2 separate regions of the Macaca mulatta genome follow, and region 1 is linked to region 2. The links are chromatin contacts, called in public Hi-C maps. All regions are on one chromosome and are shown on one strand. The core of a region is the stretch at or near the end of the contact, and the rest is flanking DNA. Distances in the headings are between cores, read along the strand shown.

Evidence for each region. Hi-C and Micro-C count contacts between places; a contact is called where the count stands out from the background.
Region 1: a Hi-C map of blood shows a contact between it and region 2, with 1.8 times the contacts expected there. The contact joins the promoter of PRKCD here to the promoter of RFT1 in region 2. A contact is called at or near these places in 2 of 14 Hi-C or Micro-C datasets (blood and liver).

Annotation. Positions count from the first base shown.
Region 1 is chr2:116,748,005-116,755,389 of T2T-MMU8v2.0, reverse strand. It overlaps PRKCD (protein kinase C delta), which reads right to left and starts at 3,239. Exons shown (of 19, transcript XM_077993147.1): 1 at 3,020-3,239. It overlaps LOC144339243, which reads right to left. Exons shown (of 3, transcript XM_077993154.1): 1 at 6,417-7,385; 2 at 1,692-6,102; 3 at 315-744. The coding sequence starts at 3,412. The coding sequence ends at 3,011.
Region 2 is chr2:116,712,477-116,719,548 of T2T-MMU8v2.0, reverse strand. It overlaps RFT1 (RFT1 glycolipid translocator homolog), which reads left to right and starts at 3,665. Exons shown (of 12, transcript XM_028844236.2): 1 at 3,665-3,789. The coding sequence starts at 3,727.

The DNA.
Region 1 (7,385 bases), core at 1,990-4,489, 36 kb before region 2:
TTTTTTTTTTTTTTTTAATGTGGCAGGGTCTCGCTCTATCGCCCAGGCTGGAGTGCAGTGGCACAATCTTGGCTCACTGCAACCTCCACCTCCTGGTCTCAAGTGATTCTTGTGCCTCAGTCTCCTGAGCAGCTGAGATTACAGGCGCGCACCACCGCGCCCAGATAATTTTTGTATTTTCAGTAGAGACAAAATGTTGTCCAGGCTGGTCTCAAACTCCTGACCAAGTAATCTACCGCCTCGGCTTCCCAAAATGCTGGAATTACAGGTGTGAGCCACTGTGCCCAGCCTGAAGAGTGACATTTTTTAATCTCTTGTTTTGTGCATTATAGTTCAGGTGATTCTCACATTACTATTGTGCCCATTACACAGCTGAAAAAACTGAGGCCTGGAGATATCCTGGAAGGAAGAAATGGCAAAGGTAGCAAGGAACTCTGTGTCTCCTGGCTGAAAGGCCTAAGCATTTTTTCTGACAGCCAGCTCAAGCCTCTAAGAAAGATTCTGCTCCCCAGATGTGAGCCCCTCCCCCAGCTGGAGACCCTCATCACCATTCCCTGGGGATAGAGGCATCCTTGGCTTTATCTTTTCGTCTGTACTTTAAATTATTTCTAATTTTAATCTAAACTGTGCCAGCTAAATGGTGTCAGCGCCCTGCAGTCACAGCTCTGAATCACTCCCCACCCCTCTCTCCCCCATTGCTGCTACTGACACTAACGGCTGGTGAGGGAGGGGCTGTCATGCAGGCTGAACAGGGCTGGGTACTAGGGGCTTTGTCTGGGCATCCTCCCTCCCTCAAGCTGCTTGGTCAAGGAGATGGGAAGGGGCAACAGACAGGCAGGAAATTGGGTTGGATACTGTCTGGGCTTTCTTTAACCCCAGCTCCCAGGAGAATGGGAACCATATAGCCGGGGGTGGTGACAACATAAGACTTCAGGACCTTTTGTCCACACAACTTTCTCCATTCTGCAGATAAAGACACTCAGCCTTGAGAGGCCTAGCTTGGGTCTCTTGCTCTTAACAGGCACAAGCAAGTATTGGAGCCCAAATCATTCTTGGATCCAGAGCCCGAGGTCTTGGTCACAACACTGCTAACCCCAAGACTTGCCCTCTAGCCCTCTCCATGTGCACACCCACATCCTCATGGTCTCCCACACACTCACACACCCATACTGGCCTCTCACCTTCCCTCCCAGCACTGTCACCACACACCTTGTCACACCCCCTCCTGCCGCTAACACCCACGCCCAGGCACTCTCCGTTCCCCACAATCACAGTCACTCCCCAAGCATAGACTGTGTCCCACCAGTCACACACTCCTACCATGACCACACACTGCCAGGCTTACCCCAGTACTGTCCCATCCCATAGTCCTCACACCACCCCTCAGCCAGGTACAGCTGCCCAGACACCTCCACACCTCTCTGTCTCACACACACACACAACTGCACACATCACACATGCGCCATACAGCCTCCCTCTGTTGGCCTGCCCACCGCGCCCCAGCTCACTCCACAGTAGGAACGAGGAAACCCCAGGGATCAGTCCCCTCCCTTAGTGACCAGGTGAGCCTGGTCACAGAAGCTCAGTGGCAGAGGGAGAGCCACACATGAGTACACGCACATACACACACTCATACAGATACACTCACACATGAGCCTGGGGGGCAGGCACCCAACACCAGGGGCTTCCACAATTAACAGATCTAAGGTACTTGTGGCCAGTTGGTCACCATGATATACCCAGTATGCAACACTGAAATCTCCAGACACACAGGGACACACACACTGGCAGACAAGGACACACACACACACACAAGTCTGGTGACAACAAAAACACCAAGAATGGTACACACAGTTGCAAAAGACACACACAGAGCCTCAGGACACAAACAGACATACACACATACACACAAGCGAGCCACACATGCGAAAAAGGACACACATGCACAGGCAAGTCCCACAGTGACAGCACAGAAGCTGACACAGACAACCCACACACCCAGATACCAGTGACTTAGCACAAGGAGATAGCGTCCATGCATACAGGGTAGGCATCAGAGAAGGGGACCCCCCCACACACTCACAGCAAATCCTTCTGACCAGGTTTAAGTGGGGGCTCAGTGGGGCTCTCCTGTGCCCCAAGAGTGAGGGAATTGGGGAAGTGGGAGCAGTTCCGATGGTGCTCTCCTTCTGCCTCTCCACCACCAGCCAGGAGGACTTCCCCCTCCCTCCCCTCACCTGGCAGAGCCCCCACAACGCGAGTGGCATCTGGGTTGGGGGCGGGTGCAGACCACACCGGGCAGGGGCCACCCTGGGAAGGGGTCTCAGAGGGGCGGAGGGGTGGGGCAGTAAGGGGGATGGTGGAGACTGGAGCCACGCCCAGCCCAGAGACGGATGAAGGGACCGAGAAAGACTCTTGAGACCGAAAGAAGAGACAGCGAGGAGGAGGCGCCGCGCGAGTCGGGCCTCCAGGGACCCAGGGGCGGGAGGCGAGGCCCGGCGGGAGGCCTGGCCTGGGCTCCGCGGTAGAGCGGATAGGCGGCTGGACCGGCAGGGGGCGGCAAGCGTGGGCCGGGGGCGCGGCTCCGGGAGAACGGGATCGAGGGGGCGGCCGGCGGGGGTAAGGGTGGGGGTGGGGCGATGGAGCACGCGGAGGGCGAGGGACAGACGGATCGGGTCTCGGAGAGGCGCGCAGGGGGAGAACACAGAGTGGGTGGCGACAGACGGACGGTCACAGGGCCCAGGAGACAGTCGGGAAGGACGGACGGGCCTCTCGGAGGAGCGGGAGACACACGGGCGGGCGGACAGAAAGACCTCAGCCCCCACTATCTGGCGGAGGGACGGACAGACAGACGGACGGGGGGACGGAGTCACCGGCATGTCTCGGCGCGGAGGGACTTTCGCTGACCGCGGCTCAGTTTCTCAGTTTCGGAAACGGGAACCGGGCCGGGGAGGGGAAGGAAGGGCGTCGCGCCCTCGGGGTAGCCCCGATCCCGCGCCGGGTCCCGGCCCTAACTCACCTCCCGGCGCAGGGGCAGGCGCCAAGGGTCGCGGCGGCGGTGGCGGGCGGGCGGCTCCTTGGCGCGCGCGGACGGCGGTCGGCGCGGCGCTGACTGGGACGAGTCCAGCGGCCAGTGAGGTGTGGCCCGGGCCTCGGCACGGCGGGCGGGCGCCGGGGGTCGCTCGGGGGATCTGGGCTGCAGCAGCCTCGGGCTCCGGCGCCGCGGCACACGGAAGTGCGAGGGGGCGGGGCGGCGCGACCTCACCCAGGTGCCGCCGGCCCCGCCCCCTCCAGGCCCCGCCCCTCCAGGCCCCGCCCCACCAGCTGCAACCGGGGACTGTGTCCCTCTGCCTCTTTCTGCGCGGGACACTGAGTCTCCCGGCCCCTCTGCCCTCTGTGGCCCGCTTCGCATCCTCCCGCCATTACGCGCAGCCAGCCCTCAGAAGGGGCCCATTTTACAGAGGAGGCCGCTGAGGCCCGATAAGGAGGCGCCCCCCGCCCGCTGGGGCCTGGGAGGCGCCGGCGGGGGTTCCCCCGCTCCCCACACCCACGCCCGGGACTCCCCACTAGCCAGCTGGCCCGCCTCCCTTGGCCCCACTCCTGCTCTTCCTGTTGGCTGGAACTCGGACGCGGCCGGGCTCGGTGCCCGCCGCCAAGCCCGCTGTCCCGGCTCTGCCCCAAAGACTGAGCTGGTTACACTCCAGGGCCGGAGGTTCTCGCTGGTCGGCCGCTGCACTGCTCCTCAGGCGGTTCTGGGACCTGCCCCTACCCCGACTGGCAGTTGCCCCTACCCCGATTGGCAGTCTTCTGCTCTCCTGCCCCCATCTTCGAGACCTCTCTATTGCTCCTGGCAGGCGCCTGAGCCTCCTTTCCAGACGTGGAACTTGGTTGTCAGCCATAACTCATTCATTCATTCATTCATACACTCATCCATCTATTCATCGAGTGTCCCCTAGGCTCAAAGTCTAGGGACCAGTTGGGGTTCTAGGGTGTCCATCCCCCTGTCCCCAGAGCTCAGAAAGCCAAGACATTATCCTTATACTGATCCAAAGAAATGTCACTTCCCAGGAGACAAAAAAGAGGGTTCCAGGTCCTGGGGAACCACCTAGAAGGGATAGGGAAAGTCTAAACACAAGGGATGGAAGTGGGGGACAATCCCAGAGGTGGCCTGAGCTGAGAAAGGGGCTTGTGACAGAGACAGGTTATTGGACTTTGGTCTTCTTACGGAGCAATGAGAAGGTGGTGAAAGCTGTTACAATCAGTCAGGACGACAGGCTCTAGAGGGCTCCTGCGGGATAGATGGGGCAGAGGGACTGCAGGGCAGAGGAGAGGCTGGATGGGGGACAGAAGGGCTGCCATGTTGTCAGCCACCTGGGTTGAGATTGGGGAAGATGGATGGGGAGAAAAGGTCAGACCAGGTGGGTTCCAGGACTATCCTTTGGGAAAGACATTTTTCTCTTCACACCCAGGCCTTGAGCATGCTGTTCTCTGGGCCTGAATGCCATTTCCCACCCCACCCCCAAACCTCTACCTGCCCTGGTTGTGTCCATTCAAATGCCCCTCCTCCCTGATGCCCAGTTGTAATGCACAGCACTTCCCTGAGCGAAGGACCATATTCATTAGCATGTTCTGTGTCCTGATACCATCCCACCCCACCCATCATGCCCCATGGCTTCCCTGGGGTTGGACTGGAGGAAAGGGTGCACAAGGTGAGCCTCAGGTGACCTTTGCCCACTTGGGATCAGGTTTCCTTCTGGCTCCTCCTTCAGGTTCACAGTAAGCCAACCCAGCCTCTCCCTCAACATAAACAATAGGCCCACCCTGTGCCAGGGACTGCAGCCAGAGGGAGGACTGACCCTTGTGGAGCTCCAGGTCCAGCCACCAGACCTTTGTGGCCTCCAGGTCCAGGCACCAGACCTTTGTTCCCACTCCCTGTGGTTCACCTTGGAAGAAGGAAATGAATAATCATGGCTATCGCTGATAGGGGCTACCCAGCACCAGGCTGTGTGCTGGGTGCTGGATGTGTGCAGTCTGAACAGTTAAGAGGTGAGGGCTACTGTTAGTGCCAGTTTTGGTGATGAGCAAACAGGCTCAGGGAAAGGAGAAGCGACTTGCCCCAGAGTACACAGCTAGTCAGTGGCAGAGGTGGATTCAGACTGAGGTCTCTCTGCCTCCAAAGCCCATAGTTTACATCAGGGATCTCAATTCCAACACCACTGACCTTTGGGACAGATGATTCTTTGCTGTGGGGGCTGCCCTGTGCACTGTAAGGATGTTTAGCAGCATTCCTGGCCTCTGCCTACTGGATGCCAGTAGTACCTCCCTGCTTTAACTTGTGACAGACAAAAATGTCTCCAAACATTGCCAAATGTCCGCTGCAGGGCAAAATTACCCCTTGTTGAGAATCACTGCTTTGACATATTCTGGTGTTACAGGAACAAGATTTACATTAGACAACAGGAAGCACTTTCCTGATCCTCAGGATATGCAGACTTGTGAGCTCAGGGGCTGCAAGCACACACTGGCTTCAGCCAATCTCTCTCCTCTGGAGAAAGGGGAAGTGTGATGTACTCAGAGGGGGGCAGAGGGGCTAAGGCTGTGCTGGCTATGCTGTGGCAAGGGCAGAGAAGGGATGAAGGTGGGCTTCCCTCCAGGCCTTAGGTCCAAGGGCCCCAGGGAGAACAGGTTTGCATGAGGTCCAGAGAGTCCAGGCCACGCTTGACTAGAACCAACCTGCATCTTGGAGCTGCTTCTGGGTGCCACACTGGTGGGCCAGGGCAGGGTCCAGATGAGCTGGTATCTGTGTCCCCATAATCTGCCTGGCATCAACAAGAAGGGCCTGCTGAAGCCTGAGAGCAAACCTTGGCTGTGTCACATGCTAACTGTATGGCCCTGAGTAGGTGACCGTGCCTCTCCCAGCTTCGGAGTTCTCACCTATGAAGAGAGCTGATGACAGACTCATGTCAGAGGTTGAATGAGATGATAAGGGTTAAATGAGATGATATATACAGAGCCTCAGCCAGGCTAAACACATTGCCCAGGGTTACAGCCTGTGACCTGGCATGGTCATGTGCCAAGTCATAGGCCGTCAGCCTTGAAAGAGCCTTCAGGCCGGGCGCGGTGGCTCAAGCCTGTAATCCCAGCACTTTGGGAGGCCGAGACGGGCGGATCATGAGGTCAGGAGATCGAGACCATCCTGGCTAATACGGTGAAACCCCGTCTCTACTAAAAAAATACAAAAAACTAGCCGGGCGAGGTGGCGGGTGCCTGTAGTCCCAGCTACTCGGGAGGCTGAGGCAGGAGAATTGCGCGAACCCGAGAGGAGGAGCTTGCAGTGAGCTGAGATCCGGCCACTGCACTCCAGCCTGGGTGACAGAGCAAGACTCCGTCTCAAAAAAAAAAAAAAAAAAAGAAAGAGCCTTCAATGGCCTCTCATGACATGGGACGTAAATCCCTGAGCAGGGCTAGACTCATAGCAGCTGCCTAGAGGTGGTACTTTTCCTCTTCCTCCAGGTTTGCAGCCAAGGAGATGGGCTAGGGGTGGCGCCAGGCAGCTTCCAGACTCCCACCCACGGCATCCACCCAGGGCTGTTCCCTCTGTGGACCTCCTGGAGGATTTATCCAAAGGAGAAGCAGCTTGACCCCTGTCACTTCTGCCTCCTCCAAAGGCCATGAACCCTGGGAGGCCTCCAGACTCCTCCACTCCTGAAGTCCAAGACTCGGCCAAGCAACCTGGAAAAGCCCCCCCTCTGTCCCTGAGGCCCACACAGCTGAAGGCAAATGGGGTCCCTCACTTGATCCCTGCCAAGAGTTGGTCCTTGTCCTGGCCTCTCCGCCTTTTGCACCTTCTCTCTGTTTCTGTCTCTCTGTGTCACCATCCTTGTCCCTGAAGCTTTGGTTGCCACAGCAATCCCCATCACACCCAGAGCACTGGCCTGGCCAAGACAGAGTGGGCTTGTGTTTCTGGAGCAGGAGACACAGTCAACAGTGATAGTGCACCTGGGCAAGAGCCTGGGAGGTGCCCACTGGGGACAGTGTAGTAGGAAGGACACTTGGGACATGCCCATGCCTCAGGCCACCAAGACTATCATCAACAGGAGTGTCAGCCTCAGGCACTAGGTTAAACACAAGCAAGGACAGGCTGAGGGGACAGTGGCCTTGTGGGTAGTACTGCATAGCAGGGAAGTGCCAGGCCAGGGGCTGGTTCACATCCTGGCTGTGCCCCGCACTGCAGCTTAAATGTGCCTCAGCTTCCTCATCTGTGAAGTGGAGTTTGGTAAGATCGACCTCCTGAGGCTGAGGGGATGGAAGAGTTCAAGTTCATCCCATGTTGGTGTTACCTGCCAGGCAGAGAGTTAGTGAGGCTGGGCTAATTGCCTCCATGT
Region 2 (7,072 bases), core at 2,416-4,915:
ACCTTGATCTCTCCAAACTCAAATGATCCTCCCACCTCAGCCTCCTCAGTAGCTGCGTCTACAGGCACGCACCACCATGCCTGGCTAATTTATGTATTTTTTTGTAGAGGTGGGGTTTCACCATGTTTCCAAGCTGGTCTCGAGCTCCTGACCTCAAGCGATCCACTCACCTTGACCTCCCAAAGTGCTGGGATTACAGGCTTGAGCCACCGTGCCCGGCCAGCCATTTTCATGTGTCATGAAATATTCTTTTGATTTTTTTCCAACCATTTACAAATGTAAAAACTATTCTTAGTTTGTAGGCCATACAAAATGTAACATCCAGTGGGCCATTGCTTTCCAGCCCTGAGCTGAGTCCTCCATGGGCAAGACCATGGAGTATGCAACACCCAGTGGAGTGTGCAGGCCAGTATCTCCAACAGGGTCAAGACCTTTGGAGAGCCTTGCTGGGGAGGAGGGTACGCCCCCAAGCCTACCACAGCTCTACCACTGCAGCCCTCCCAGACTCCACTCTCTCAATGCCACATATGTTCTCAGTGGCTTACATATGGGGACTCTTAAGTCTCCTTTACAGTCAGAAGGTTTTTTGAGGGGAAGAACATTACTGTTCACGCATTTGGAATTAGAAGGGACCCGAGTTCACACACCTCCTTGACCACTCTTTTGCTGAATGACCTTGGATGAGTTACTTCACATCCCTGTGCCTCAGTTTCCTGATCTGCAGTCCCTCTCTCATAGGTATTGAGAGGATGGAGTACACGCATGTTCAGTGCTCAGACAGGTGCCTGACATGGAGTCAGTGGTCAATGTTTGTGGATTCTCCTCACAGTTCCTTTTTCCCCACCCACCCCAGAATCCAGCATGGCTCTGGGCTCTGCTCAGTCCCTCCTTGCCAAGTGTTAACTTCCAAAATAAGAGAAAAAGTCCCCGGATTCCTCACCCAGGAGCCCCACAGAGTCCATACCTTGGGGTCCTAGAATGCTTTGCCCTTTATACTTAGCTTAGAGCTTTTCCCCTTTGGCTTTTTTTCCCTAGCAAAATGATCACTTCTTCCCTCCCAAAGCAGCTTACACGGATGCCAGGCTTAGGAGTGTGTGCACATGATGAACTCTTGGCTGGTTCTTCTCTGGCGATGAGCTGTGGAGGAGGAGACTGCTTGGCTGGGAATAAAGGAAGTGGGAGGCCGTCTCACCTGCTGGCCCACAGTCCATGGGGGTGGGAAGGCTGCCCAGGTCAAGGTCTTTAGCATCTCAGTCATTATGCCAAATACCTGGACCCTCCAGCACTTTCTCTATTCTCCAAGTACACTCCTCCCCAGGTAGGTGCCCAACTCACTCCTCCTAAAACAGCACCCCTCTCTCTCTTCCAAAGCCTCTATGATCTTATCTGGTTTCATTCTTTCATAGCACTTAGCCCTATGTGAAATTTTATTTGTTTGTTAGAGTTTTTTTCAGTTTCCCTTTCACTAGAATTTAAGCTCCTTGAGGGCCAGACTTGTCTGATATAATCCTTATGACTCTTTTTACAGGACAGATAATATCCCTATTTAGCAGCTGAGCATACTAAGGTCACCTAGTCAGTGAGTGGTAGAATGAGGATTCAAGGCCAGTTCTCTCTGACAGTCAAAAGCTCTCATTCTTGGGCCGGGTGCGGTGGCTCATGCCTGTAATCCTGGCACTTTGAGAGGCTGAGGTGGGCAGATCACTTGAGTCCAGGAGTTGGAGACCAGCCTGGGCAACGTGGGAAAAACCCATCTCTACAAAAATCGCAAAAAAATTAGCCAAGTCCGATGGTGCGTGCCTGTAGTCCCAGCTAATCGGAAGGCTGAGGTGGGAGGATCACCTGAGCCCAGGAGATGGAAGCTGCAGTGAACCAAGACTGTACTACTGCACCCTAGCCTGGGTGAAAGAGTGAGACCCTGTTTAAAAAAAAAAAAAGACAAGATAAGAAAAGAAAATTAAAATACCTCACATTCTGGGCCTCCACACTAAGACAGAGGTCATTTTACCTGGCAAGATGGGAGTGTATAGGCTTTGAGTTCCACAGTCTGCTTCCAGCAGCAGTAACAGCAATCATGTGTCAGGAGTCATTTATGCAAACCCTAGGAACGCTCTGTACCACTACTTCAGGAGGCAAAACCAGGAAGGCTGCACTTCTGCCCTCTTGGAGCTCATGGGCTGATTAAATAGAGACACACATTTTAGTCTTTCTGCTATAATGCGGGTTGCACTAGGAACTATAAAGGGGTACAAAGTATTTTAGGAATACTGTCTTAATTTGCTTGGGTTGCTGTAACAAAATACCATAGTCTGGGTAAGTCAAAAGCAGAAATTTCTCTCTCACAGTTCTGGAGGCTGGAAGCCCAAGATCAAGGTGCTAGCCAGTTTGGTTCCTGTTAAGTGTATGTTGGGTGCTTTACATTTTACACCTTCCTGGTTGCAGACAGCTACCTTCTTGCTGCATCCTCGAGTGGTAGACACAGAGATCATTTTTCTGACATCTCTTTTTATAAGGACACGAATCCCATTATGAGGGCTCCACTTTCATGACTTAATTACTTCCCAAAAGCCCTGCCTCCTAATACTATCACACTGGGGGATTAGGCTTCAACACATGAATCCTGAGGGGACACAAACATTTAGTCCACAGCAGGTACCAGGTGTGGTTGGCCAGGAAAGTCAAGACAGTGTGGTCTAGGAGCGCAAGGGGTGCTGTCAGGGAAGACACTTTGGACAGAGAGGGTGGAGGAGCAAAGGCCAGTGAGTCACCACCTGTTTGAGGACCGGTAAGGACTCGGAATGGCTATGGCCTAGATAGTGTTGGGAAGGGCAATTATCATGTGAAAGGTAGTAGAAGATAGGTTGGGGCCATATCATGTGAGGCCTAAAAGAGACTGGGGAAAGACTGAGCTTCCTACAGCCTGCGTGGTAGATAATAAGAACACTGACAGAGCAATGGCTTACTGTGTATGTTGGGCGCTTTACATTTTACGAAGCACTTCCAGTCCTTCTTCCACTCTGCCCTCACAATTTCTAGCATACAGGTAAGAGTGATACGTTTAGGATCAGGAGCCTGACATCCACTCAGTCAGGAAACAAGCTGTGTAGATTCGAACAAGTCACTTCCCATCTCCAAGGCTTTACTCATCTCTAACCACAGGGGCCAATTCTCAGAGCTTTCTGAAGGATTTCACAAAACCATTCTCATGACAGTGCTGTATCTAACTTCTGGTCCTCAGTTCTTTCTCTGTTAAATGAGGACAATTCCTGTCCAGCCTAATTCAGAGGGGCTGTGGCTGTGATTTTGTAAGCAAAGGTCAATGGTAAGAGTCCTCTTAACAGGCCAATGAGAAGTTTGTTCCCCTTTTGGCAGATGAGGCCAGGAAAGTTAGTGCTTCTTGGTTGGTGGCTGAAAGCCTCAGAGAAGGAACTTTGACTTCTTTAACAGTATCTCTTAGTACTCGCCACACTATTTCGTTTATACGGGGAAGAGAGGGGCAGACAGCGCACAAGCGACAGACAGCGCAGGACCTACTGCAATGGGAAGCGCCAGGCGCCATAACAGACCAACCGAGCCGGGCCCACTTAAAGGGCCAGAACCTCTCGTGCCCCGCCCCCCTGTCTCAAGGCCATCAATCAGAGAGCGAGGCGCTCCGTGACGCCATCTTATCGCGACTAAGCGGAGTGGCGGCGGCATTTCCTGGTGTCTGAGCCTGGCGCCCAGGCTATGGGCAGCCAGGAGGTGCTGGGCCAGGCGGCCCGGCTGGCCTCCTCCGGTCTCATCCTGCAGGTACTCTCTGCCCGTCAGGTTTCAGCTTGTACTGCAGCCGAGATTTGCGGGATGGCAGCCCTCGGGCCCTTGAGAGCCTGCCCCAGGGCCGACCCAGTTCCGAGGTGGACCCCGCAATGGAGGGGGTGGGGGTCGACCGGAGACGGTGGCGTTGGTGAGGGGGGGCCTGGCCTGGAGATGGGAGCCTGCCTTCAGAGTCTAGGCCGGGTGACTGCAGACAAGCCGCTTTCCTTCAGAGCATTCTATTTCCCATATGGCAGGAGGAGTGAATTAGATCAGGTGGTCGGGGTGAGGGACAGGTATTTCGTGCTCGAGAATCTGGTATTTTTCAGGCAAGGGGTTCATTTCCTTCATCAAACACGGCCCTCAAACTTTGAGTCCCACTGAGTTCCGAGAGACCATATGGCATAGCTAAGAACAGGAATCTGGAGTTAGGCTTGGATTGCTATGTGACCCAGGACAAGTGACTTCACCTGCAGAGCCTGAGTTCCTCACTAGTAAAATGGGGGTAATAATATGTAGTACCTAGCTCATAAGCAAGAATTGATTGGGATCATTCAAATAAACGTACTTAACACAGTACCCGGCTCTTAGTATGCATTTAATACATGTTGGCTGCATCTTCTGTTTATGTGATCTTGGACAAGTCACTTCACCTCTTGGCCCTAATTTTTGTCATCTGTCAGATATGATACATGCCAGTTAGTCCAAATGGTATCTGAAGATTCTTTCAACCCCAGGAGCTGAACCTTTTAAGTCAAGCGGCTCAATATCTCTCTGTCTCACTCTTGAGCCAATCAACCCTACTTCACACAAGTCTTGAATCTACCCTACCCCTTATCTTAGGCAGATGGAGGGCAGAAGAAAGAACCAAGCAGAATGGGGCTTGAGTTTGGGCCTTGTCACTTGCTAGATGCACTCCTTCGGGATAAATCCCGTGACTTCCGTGAGTATCAGTTTCTTCATCTTAAATGAGAACCATAGTGCAACCTCACAGGGTCATTAGGAAGATTAGATGAAATCATGCCTCTTAAGTGCCTGGCACACTACAAGTACTTAATAAATGTAGCTATTTTTATTAGGGTAATAAGGATTTTTAAAATAGTCAATGTAGGAATGAAATGAGATAACCTATGGAAAGCATGTTGAAGAGTGCCTTGCACATGATATGTGCTTAGTAAATGTTAGCCATTCTAAGTTTACTTAGGGTTGTTTGTTTTTTTTTCCTGTTTCACTACACAAATAACTGAGTTTAGTGCTTTATCCACAGTACTGATTTTTTTTTTTCAGCCTTTGATAATATCTTAGTACCCAGATAGGCTTCATAAAACGAAAACAAGTTGTAGCGGAAAACACACTGGACTACGAGTCAGGTGGCTTACCTGTAAGGTCAAGCTGGGTCATTTGCTTGCCATGTGACATTGAGGAAATCACTTAACCCCCAGTCTTGCTTCCTGTGCATTTACCTGGTTGTTTTTAAATGTCAAATAATTTAACAGATGTGAGAGAGCCTTTTTTAAAACTGTAAAGTTGGTTGGACGTGATGGCTCATGCCTGTCATCCCAGCACTTGGGAGGCCAAGGCAGGAGGATTGCTTGAGCTCAGGAGTTAAAGACCAGCCTGGGCAACATGGTGAAACTTTGTCTTTATAAAAAATACAAGAATTAGATGGGCGTGATGGCGTGCACCTGTAGTCCCAGCTACGCAGGAGGCTGAGGTGGGAGGATCTCGAGCCTGGGAGGTTGAGGCTGCAGTGAGCTGTGATTATGGCATTGCACTCCAGCCTGGGCAACAGAGTGAGACCTTATGTTAAAACAAAAGCTGTAAAGTCCTTTGCAGAAGTAAATGAAGGCTGTGTTGCTAATAAGGGGTACAGTGTGTGGCAAATACTGGGTGGCATAAGCAACCTCAGCTTCATTAGCTGCAACCTTTATTCAAACCAATTAGGAGATATGGGCTCGGCCTCCCAAAGTGTGGTGGCTCATGCCTGTAATCCCAGCACTTTGGGAGGCCGAGGCGGGTGGATCGTGAGGTCAGGAGATCAAGACCCTCCTGGTTAACCCGGTGAAACCCTGTCTCTACTAAAAATACAAAAAAATTAGCTGGGCGTGGTGGCGGGCGCCTGTAGTCCCAGCTACTCGGGAGGCTGAGGCAGGAGAATGGCATGAACTTGGGAGGCAGAGCTTGCAGTGAGCTGAGGTTGTGCCACTGCACTCCAGCCTGGGCGACAGAGCGAGACTCCATCTCAAAAAAAAAAAAAAAAAAAAGAGGAGATACGGATATGGCCTGAAACATTAAGTTTCTTTTTTTTTTTTTTTTTTTTTTTTTTGAGACGGAGTCTTGCTGTGTAGCCCAGGCTGGAGTGCAGTGGCGGGATCTCGGCTCACTGCAAGCTCTGCCTCCCGGGTTCACGCCATTCTCCTGCCTCAGCCTCCCGAGTAGCTGGGACTACAGGCGCCCGCCACCTCGCCCGGCTAGTTTTTTTGTATTTTTTTAGTAGAGATGGGGTTTCACCGTGTTAGCCAGGATGGTCTCGATCTCCTGACCTCGTGATCCACCCATCTCGGCCTCCCAAAGTGCTGGGATTACAGGCTTGAGCCACCGCGCCCGGCCAACATTAAGTTTCTTAGACAGTGATAGCTTTGAGGTTAACATAAGTGTGTACACATGTTTTTTTTGTTTTTTGTTTTTGGGATGGAGTCTTGCTCAGAATTTTTTGTTTTAATAACCATATTTTTATATGGTTTCTTGAGTGTTTTCATTCTTGTATGCTTTCTCGAATTACACTGTAGACACTTTAGGTAGCTTTGCGGTTACATCTTATTCTACAAGAATTTGAGAGCTTGTTCTATCTTAATTCTGAGCCACCCATGCTGAAAGTATTAATGCCTTTCATTTGTATGCACTTAAAAAATGCTTTCACTCTATCCTGGCTAACATGGTGAAACCCCGTCTCTACTAAAAATACAAAAAACTAGCCGGGCGTGGTGGCGGGCGCCTGTAGTCTCAGCTACTTGGGAGGCTGAGGCGGGAGAATGGCGTGAACCCGGGAGGCGGAGCTTGCAGTGAGCCGAGATCACGCCACTGCACTTCAGCCTGGGAGACACAGCGAGACTCCGTCTCAAAAAAAAAAAAAAAAAAAAAAAAAAATGCTTTCACTTCTACAGTCTCATTTCTTTTAAAAATATTTCTTGTAAAGATGAGGTCTCACTGTGTTGTCCAGGCTGGTCTCAAATTCCTGGCTTCAAGTGGTTCTCCTACCTTTCAGCCTCCCAAAGTGTTG